Regions from separate parts of the Rattus norvegicus genome. Here region 2 is linked to region 1. A link is a contact called in public Hi-C data. All regions are on one chromosome and are shown on one strand. The core of a region is the stretch at or near the end of the contact, and the rest is flanking DNA. Distances in the headings are between cores, read along the strand shown.

Evidence for each region. Hi-C and Micro-C count contacts between places; a contact is called where the count stands out from the background.
Region 2: a contact with region 1 is called in a Hi-C map of prefrontal cortex, with 5 times the contacts expected there. The contact joins the promoter of Sugct here to the promoter of Rala in region 1. A contact is called at or near these places in 3 of 12 Hi-C or Micro-C datasets (frontal cortex, mammary epithelial cells and prefrontal cortex).

The regions. Positions count from the first base shown.
Region 1 is chr17:51,786,173-51,789,765 of GRCr8, reverse strand. It overlaps Rala (RAS like proto-oncogene A), which reads right to left and starts at 2,058. Exons shown (of 5, transcript NM_031093.3): 1 at 1,866-2,058.
Region 2 is chr17:52,070,330-52,073,922 of GRCr8, reverse strand. Sugct (succinylCoA:glutarate-CoA transferase) reads right to left here and starts at 1,871. Exons shown (of 14, transcript NM_001014146.1): 1 at 1,773-1,871. The coding sequence starts at 1,866. Mplkip (M-phase specific PLK1 interacting protein) reads left to right here and starts at 2,203. Exons shown (of 2, transcript NM_001109452.1): 1 at 2,203-3,016. The coding sequence starts at 2,681.

The sequences.
Region 1 (3,593 bases), core at 809-3,308:
AGCACCATATACTAGAAGACAAAGATATGTGCAGCTTGTTCGTGTTTGGACATCCCTAAACTGAGAATAATGCAACCATGTATAAGCCAAAACATTCCCTTAAAAATGGTAAGCATTCTTTCCTATAATTCTTTCCTATGATTAGTTTCCCCCACCCTGAATGCCCTGGGAAAAGAGTTGTAATGAAATACCACTTCAAAATAAACACTGCACTTGCACACTCAGTGGAGAGAGAATCATGTGGGTCTCCAAACATGAAAGTGCCTGCTGATCAAAGAGGCCACGGTCACATCAGGTATCAGAAGATTTCATGTATCCATGACAAAAAATGAGCCAGTTGGAGGAATCCCACTTTTCACCTTATTTCTAAACAGCATCAATTCATAACTTCCTCTTTTTTATTAAGATTGGGTACAGTTATCAACTCCAAGCATACACTTGCTCTCTTTTGCCAGGAAATCTCTTCCTTCTAACTCTGGATATACTCTAAAAGTAAACAGAAAACAGTAAAATATGTCATCTCATCATAATCCCTAAATATTTTTAAACCTTTCCCCAGTCAGAGTTGTGAAAATGAAATTCTTCCTGAGTAGTTCCTTGATCTTTTGGAGAACAAAAAAAAAGATAAAGCAAAATTTTTACACTCCAAGAATCTCAAAGGAAGAAAACTGTGCTCTTAACAAAATTGTTTGGGGGCCGTGCTACAGATGGAAACTAGTACCCCTTCCTTGGTAGGCAACTACTGTCATTCAGCTATACCCTCAACCAAAGTCAGTTGCTTCTGACAAGTGACTATTCCATCAACTGTACACATTCACAGTCATTCATTCAGTAAAAAAATTCAGGGAGTTCTGAGCACTTTACATGATAACAGAGAGGAAGATGAAAAGGCTCCTCCTCTGAAAAAAATTAAGCTGTAGAAACATCTTAGGGGTCACAAGAGTCATTTACAAGAATATTGTATCAACAGATACAAACAGCAAAGACTAATAGGATACTCTGAGACATATTAACAAGCAGAAGTTAAAGGAATCCTTCTACACTGTAATAAACATTACCCAATTTTGGGAACGTAATTAAAGTTGTAATTTATTTACAGGAAATAATTTACAGAAATAAAGGTTCTCCCAGCACACATACCCAAACTGTTTGTAAATTGGGTGCTTTCTGGCTTGACAGGTAGGGCGTGGCACCAGAGTTCTCACAGTAGCTCAAAGACACTTGGATGAGCTCTCACGAGTCTGGACATTCTGGTTTCCAAGCAAAGGCCAGTTAATTCTTTAATTCCTCCTAAGTCCCTCAACAACACAACCACCTCAGCGCCACCACGTCCGCCCACTCAAACACACATATGCCCAGCTAAAGCACACAAATCGTATCTTCTACTCCTTGCCATCTTTCAAGGAACCAAACGCGGAAGATACCCTCGTCATACAAAATACCTATATTCCCTTCCTCTTCTAGAGGCTAAACCTATACAAGAAGAGCCTATGAGCTTTCAGCTGGACGCGAAGCGTCTAAAGACTTTAGTCTGAAAAAGCCATTCCTTTAACTGGCACCAAAGACTGGCAGAGAAGCTCGAAAAGCAGCTGCTCTGTACCGGCAAGGAGTGGATTGAAAGCGAGGGAGGTGGAGTGCGGCGCAGGGACTGCGGCGGCGGCCCCAGGTTGTGGGCACCGCCCGGGTACAGCCCTGGGCGCCACCGGAGCGATGCAGGTGACCTTCCGGAGACGCCGCCCGCTGTCGGGGCGCAGTCGGGTCCCAGTACAGGCGGCAGGCGGGACGTGCAATCTCGGCGGCCACAGGCCTGGCCGGTCGGACACACCCCCGCCGCGGCCCGGCCTCCCCGGCCGGCAAGCGCTCACCTGCACCGCGAGCCGCTCGCCCCGCGGGCTCTTGAGCCTCGGCTGTGCCGATCGGACCGCGCTCGGAGTCCCGCGCGGGGCGCGGCAGGAGGAATCGTGAGGGCGGCGGCGGCCTGGGCGGCGGCGGAGGGGGAGGACTCCGGCGCTCCGCTCTAGGGAGACCCACCCTCCTCCGGGCCGCTCTGCAGCAGCCGCCGCAGATCACTTCCGGGGCGCGAGGGAACGGGGCGGGGCGCCAATCGGCACTTCCTGTCCTCGGGGCCGAATACTCTGGCGGCCGCGAACAAAGGCTCTCCGGGCGTGGGGGAGGCGCAGTGGTATAACCTCCAGGCGGACCCACGACGAGCTACCGGGTTCTCAAGGCGCAATCACCTCCTACGGCCGGGCCGGGGTTCCCGTGTCTGGGTCATGGACATGGAGAGGCTCCTGGAGAAAGAAGGGGAGGGGGAGGCCGCCATCTTGCTTCTGGGGGCTGCTAGGTTCTCTGGCAAGCGTTTTCCAGCGTGTAGCCTGCAACGTGGCTTGTCGCAGTTCAAGTCCTGGGAGGTGGATTGGTCGCCTGTCCTGGTTGGAGGGTCTCGGCAGCTGGCTGAGTGGAGAACTAGCCTCTGCATATGGGCTTCAGGTTCCTTTTGAAGGAGTATTCCCTTTCGGCACTAGATAAGGCGACAGCTTCCGTGGCACACTAATTTAATGTCTTAAATTAGTAGTTGTTTTCTTTAAATCTGCCTACAAGTTTGAGATAGTTTGCCCAGCATCTGATAGCTGCCACACATTCTTCCCTGGACTTTAAAATTCTCTTCCTTTGGCCCCGAATTAAGAACCAAGGGCTTTGTTGGCATGACTACTTAAAAGAATGAATGTCCACTCAGTCAAGTTTGCAATCAAGAAACCAAATACTTGCATTTGAAAGTATGAATGGAGGGAAGACTTGATGACTTTACTAACTGTAGTTAGAGTTTTAATTAAGATCTTTTTCCAGTATGAAAAGAAGTTGGTAAATCGGATCCAAATAAAGGAAGTTACCTCAGAGCAGGGATCAGTTGTTCATAGGGAAGACTGAGTACTATTTATCTGTCTTAAAAGTTCTACCAGGGCTGATGAGAAAGATGAGGCTGCAGAAGGAGGCAAGAGTCAGATCATGGCTGACGTTTCTGTTGTCTATTAAATTTTGGAAGTAGAATGGCTAAGTTGTTTGTAAGTGGAGGATGGATTAATGGGGGTGTTAGGCAGTATAGCAAGCTGAGAGTAGATAGTCAACTATTGCAGAAGAGGAAGGAGAAAGATCTTTGTAACAGTGCCGGTAACCATCTTAAAGAGATGATTTTCCAAATGATGAAGCCACATAAGCTTCATAAGCCAAATAAGAATTGTTTGCTGGGCAACTAGAGGTTAGGAGAATTGGAAGTGAATGTTTTGCTTTTGCAGGGTAAAAGTGTATACTCTGTGTGTGTGTGGTGTTGATACTTCAGACTCTCCTATCTCCGTCTCCTAAGTGCTGGTAATAGAGACCTGCACCATCATATCTGTTTATGCTGGAGTTAGAACCCTGGGTTTCATGCCTAGTCAGCACCCACTCTGCTCCTAGAGCTGTATCTCCATTGCATGATGGTGTACTTTACTGAAGAGGTAAAGGAGAATGGACATAATTTATGGGAGAAGGGTTTCTTCTTTTTTTCTGAAGTGAGTGGTGTTATCTAGTGGTAATTGCTGTGTGCTGCATTCTGA
Region 2 (3,593 bases), core at 622-3,121, 280 kb before region 1:
AAAAAGAAAGAAAGAAAAAAAAACACTTATTTATTCTTGCCAAATTTCTCATTTGAAAGAAGAAAGTCGGGGTTGGGGATTTAGCTCAGTGGTAGAGCAGTGCAAGGCCTGGGTTCGGTCCTCAGCTCTGGGGAAAAAAAAAAAAAGACAAAATAACGAAAGAAGAAAGTCTCTAAAGAGATTAAAATGGGTCTTGTATTAAAGTTTCAGTTTGGAACAATACTTTCAAATGTGCTGGGAAGTACACTATCTTAATCTCCAGGCAAAGTTTTCTCTCCATTTCTTCTCCCAGACTTCTAGTGTATTATCTGGATAGATTGTGGGGACTAGGGCTACACTGAAGCTCATCAGTAAAGAGTCCACCCTGCATACATAAGGCCCTGGATTCAATTACATTCTAGAAGCAGAATGCAAGTAAAAAGATCATTAATATAGGGTAAACTGTGGCCCAATTCTGCATTATTTTCTGCCAGTTATAAAAAAAAGTAATAAACATAATTTTGGTGCCTATCACCCCACTTCTAAGCTCCCTTCATAAGGCAGATTATTGACGCAGTGACATATATGTGTGTGATATATGAGTGCCCAACTGCCAGATACTAAGCTAAACAAAGGAAAGAGAAAACAGATATATTGGCCAGTATAGAAAATATAAATGTTAGATAAGCTGTAGTATGAAGGCTCTAATTATATCACTGTATCCTGATGGTGACATTACCTCTCCATGATTAACTGTACAATTTATCTTCGGAAGTAAGGAATGTGGCCGAGCCTGAATTATATATTGAGAACTTGTCTCAAAAACAAACAAATAAAAAACGAAAACAAAAATAAGCTCAACAAAAAAGTTTTACGGAATTATCCAAGAATGACGCAGGGGCATGAAAAAAATTAAACCCTTCCCCCAAAAGCCCTTGTGTTTATATCTCTATTAATAAAGAATAAAGCTGAGAAGATACTCTTTATTTATATCTGAATGTACTCTTTATTTGTGACTGAAGATGTCAGAGACTGAAGGTTGAAATACAAAGGTGCTATGAATGAATGAAAACCATAAAGGCCTGGAACTGAAGAGATGGCTCAGTGGTTAAGAGTACTTAGTGCTCTTGCAAGAGGATTCAGGTTCTGTTCCCAGCACCGACAAGGTAGATCCAATCACACTGTTCTCCAGTTCCAGGAATTCTGATTACTTTTTGATCTCTAAAGGCATCAGGCACGTTAAGTGCTGCATGCACATAAATACAAGTAATACACTCATACACACAAAAAATCTAAACCAATAAAACCCCCACAGATCCATACCACACGCTGGTCTAATGTATTGAGTCCTAAAATTCCCTGAGTTGATTTCAGAATCTGAAGGGAAACTCCACAAAACTCGTAATTTGAAATTCCATCTTCTACAAGATTTCTGAGACAGGTATCTTATGCAAAAGATGACATTTTCGAATTATCCCGTTTCTCTTTTCCTTTAAATTTCTATTTCTACTTCTTAACCTCGTCAACTTCCATTTTACAAGAACAGAAACGCAGGGCTCAAGTCCAACGTTAATTAGTACAGGCATTCTTAAGTTATCAAGGTAGCAATCTGCTTTCTAAAACTCAGCATTCGGCGGGAGGTGCTATTTTCTAAATTACCAAAACTTGGGGGATTAAAGGCAGGGATGGAGAAGAGAAGTAGGGCACGAACGCGGTCGCGAGCCCTGAGACAGGCGCATCCGAGGCGCGAGCACTCTCCTCAGGGAGCCTGAGCGCTCAGTGTCAGTGGGTACCTGACTGTGGGCGGCCGGTCCACAGCCCCCTCCCGCCGGCCTGGCCTCGGCCGGATCTCCGAAAAGCCACCGCCCTGGCCAGCATCCGCAGCATCGCCCCTCAACCCAATGAGAGCGCCCCAGAGCTCCCTTCCTTGACCTTTGGCCCCTCAGCCAGTCCCGTCCCCTCCGCCCGCCCCGCCCCCTTCACCAACCCCGCCTCCTCCGCCCAGACATTCCGCCTGGTCTCCCTCCCAACAGCACACCCTCCGCTTCGGCCCAAGCCTCGGTCTCAGCCTCACTGGCACCGCCCCCTTGAACCAAATGGTTCAACCAAGTCCCTAGCCTCACATCCTTCGGCCCCGCCCTCTTTGTCTCAGGCCCCGCCCCTAACTCGTCACAACCCACCCCGCGCGTCGATGTTGGCTTCCGCCTCCGACTCGCTAAAGTCCAGGACTCTGGCCCCTGACGCTTCACGCCCTGCTTTCCGGAAGCCTCAAAGCTTAATCGCCCTCTCCCTCTGATCCACCCTTTTCGGGACCGCCTCCTCCGACTCGCCCGGCACAGCCTGATGACCGGTTTTGTCTCTTCCGCTTCCGTTTCCGTATACTGGGGGTCTCCCCGAAGGCGGTGGGTGGCATTGTTCACGCTGGGGTCGGGGACGCTGGGGTCGGGAATTTGGTTTCCCCTTTACAATCTTTCCTCCTCTCAGACACACCCACCCTTATCCGATTTGAGTGATCTATTTAATCTGCTCTCTTGCAGAAGCGTGGTGAGGTCGGAACCTTTGTGCAGCCGGAACTAAGGTGCGCTACTCCGCTGGCAGCCGGAGGACTGCATAAACAGGAATACCAGTTTTCTTCTAGCAGTTGATCACTGAGGTTCCGGTGGGGCATTGGCGAGTGAGCTCTTCAGCTTCGTTTCCTGTTATGCACCGACCGAATTTTCGACCACCAACTCCTCCGTACCCCAGCCCGGGGATAGGAGGTTGGGGTGGCGGAAACAACTTCCGGGGTACCCTGGGCGGGGGGCCGCGGCCGCCCTCCCCGCGGGACGGGTACGGGAGTCCGCACCACACTCCGCCCTGCGGGCCCCGGGCTAGGCCGTACGGGAGCAGCCACTCTCCGCGGCAAGGCGGCAGCTTCTCGGGGGCCCGCTTCGGGTCTCCGTCCCCGGGCGGCTACCCAGGCTCCTACTCCAGGTCCCCCGCGGGGTCCCAGCATCAGTTCGGCTACTCCCCAGGGCAGCAGCAGACCTACCCCCAGGTAAAGACAATAGCTAGCGTTTGCCGAACTCTTACTGTTATGGCAGACGTGATACTAAAATTCCCTTTACGTGGATTGTTTAATCCTCTGATATATGTTGGCCCAATTTTGCAGATGAGTAACCTGAGATGTAAAGAAATTATCTAAGACTACAATACGTGGCGGAGCTATATAGTTCTGTTCCACAGAAACTGCACTTAGCCAGCATACCACATTCGTGTACAAACTTCCTTAATCCTCCATTTCTTCCCCCGCCCCCAGAGGTTTTTGTTTTATTTGAGTTTGGATTTTTTGTCATTTATTTCAGTGAATATTCCTGGATTCCTAGGGGAAGACAGTGAATAATTCCCTACTGTTGTGGAGTATGGCTCCTCTAAACTGTAGTCTACGGCCATTTTCATACAGATGTCCCTTCCTTGTTTGTGCATTCTTGCCTTTTTTTTTTTTTTTAATGCTTACCATTGTTTTTCGAGCCATATTTAGATCTACTCAAAGTTCTCTTGAAGGGAAAAATAGAAAATTTGGAATTGTGGAAATTTCCCCTCTTAATGAGTGAATACAAGACAGGAAGTACCTC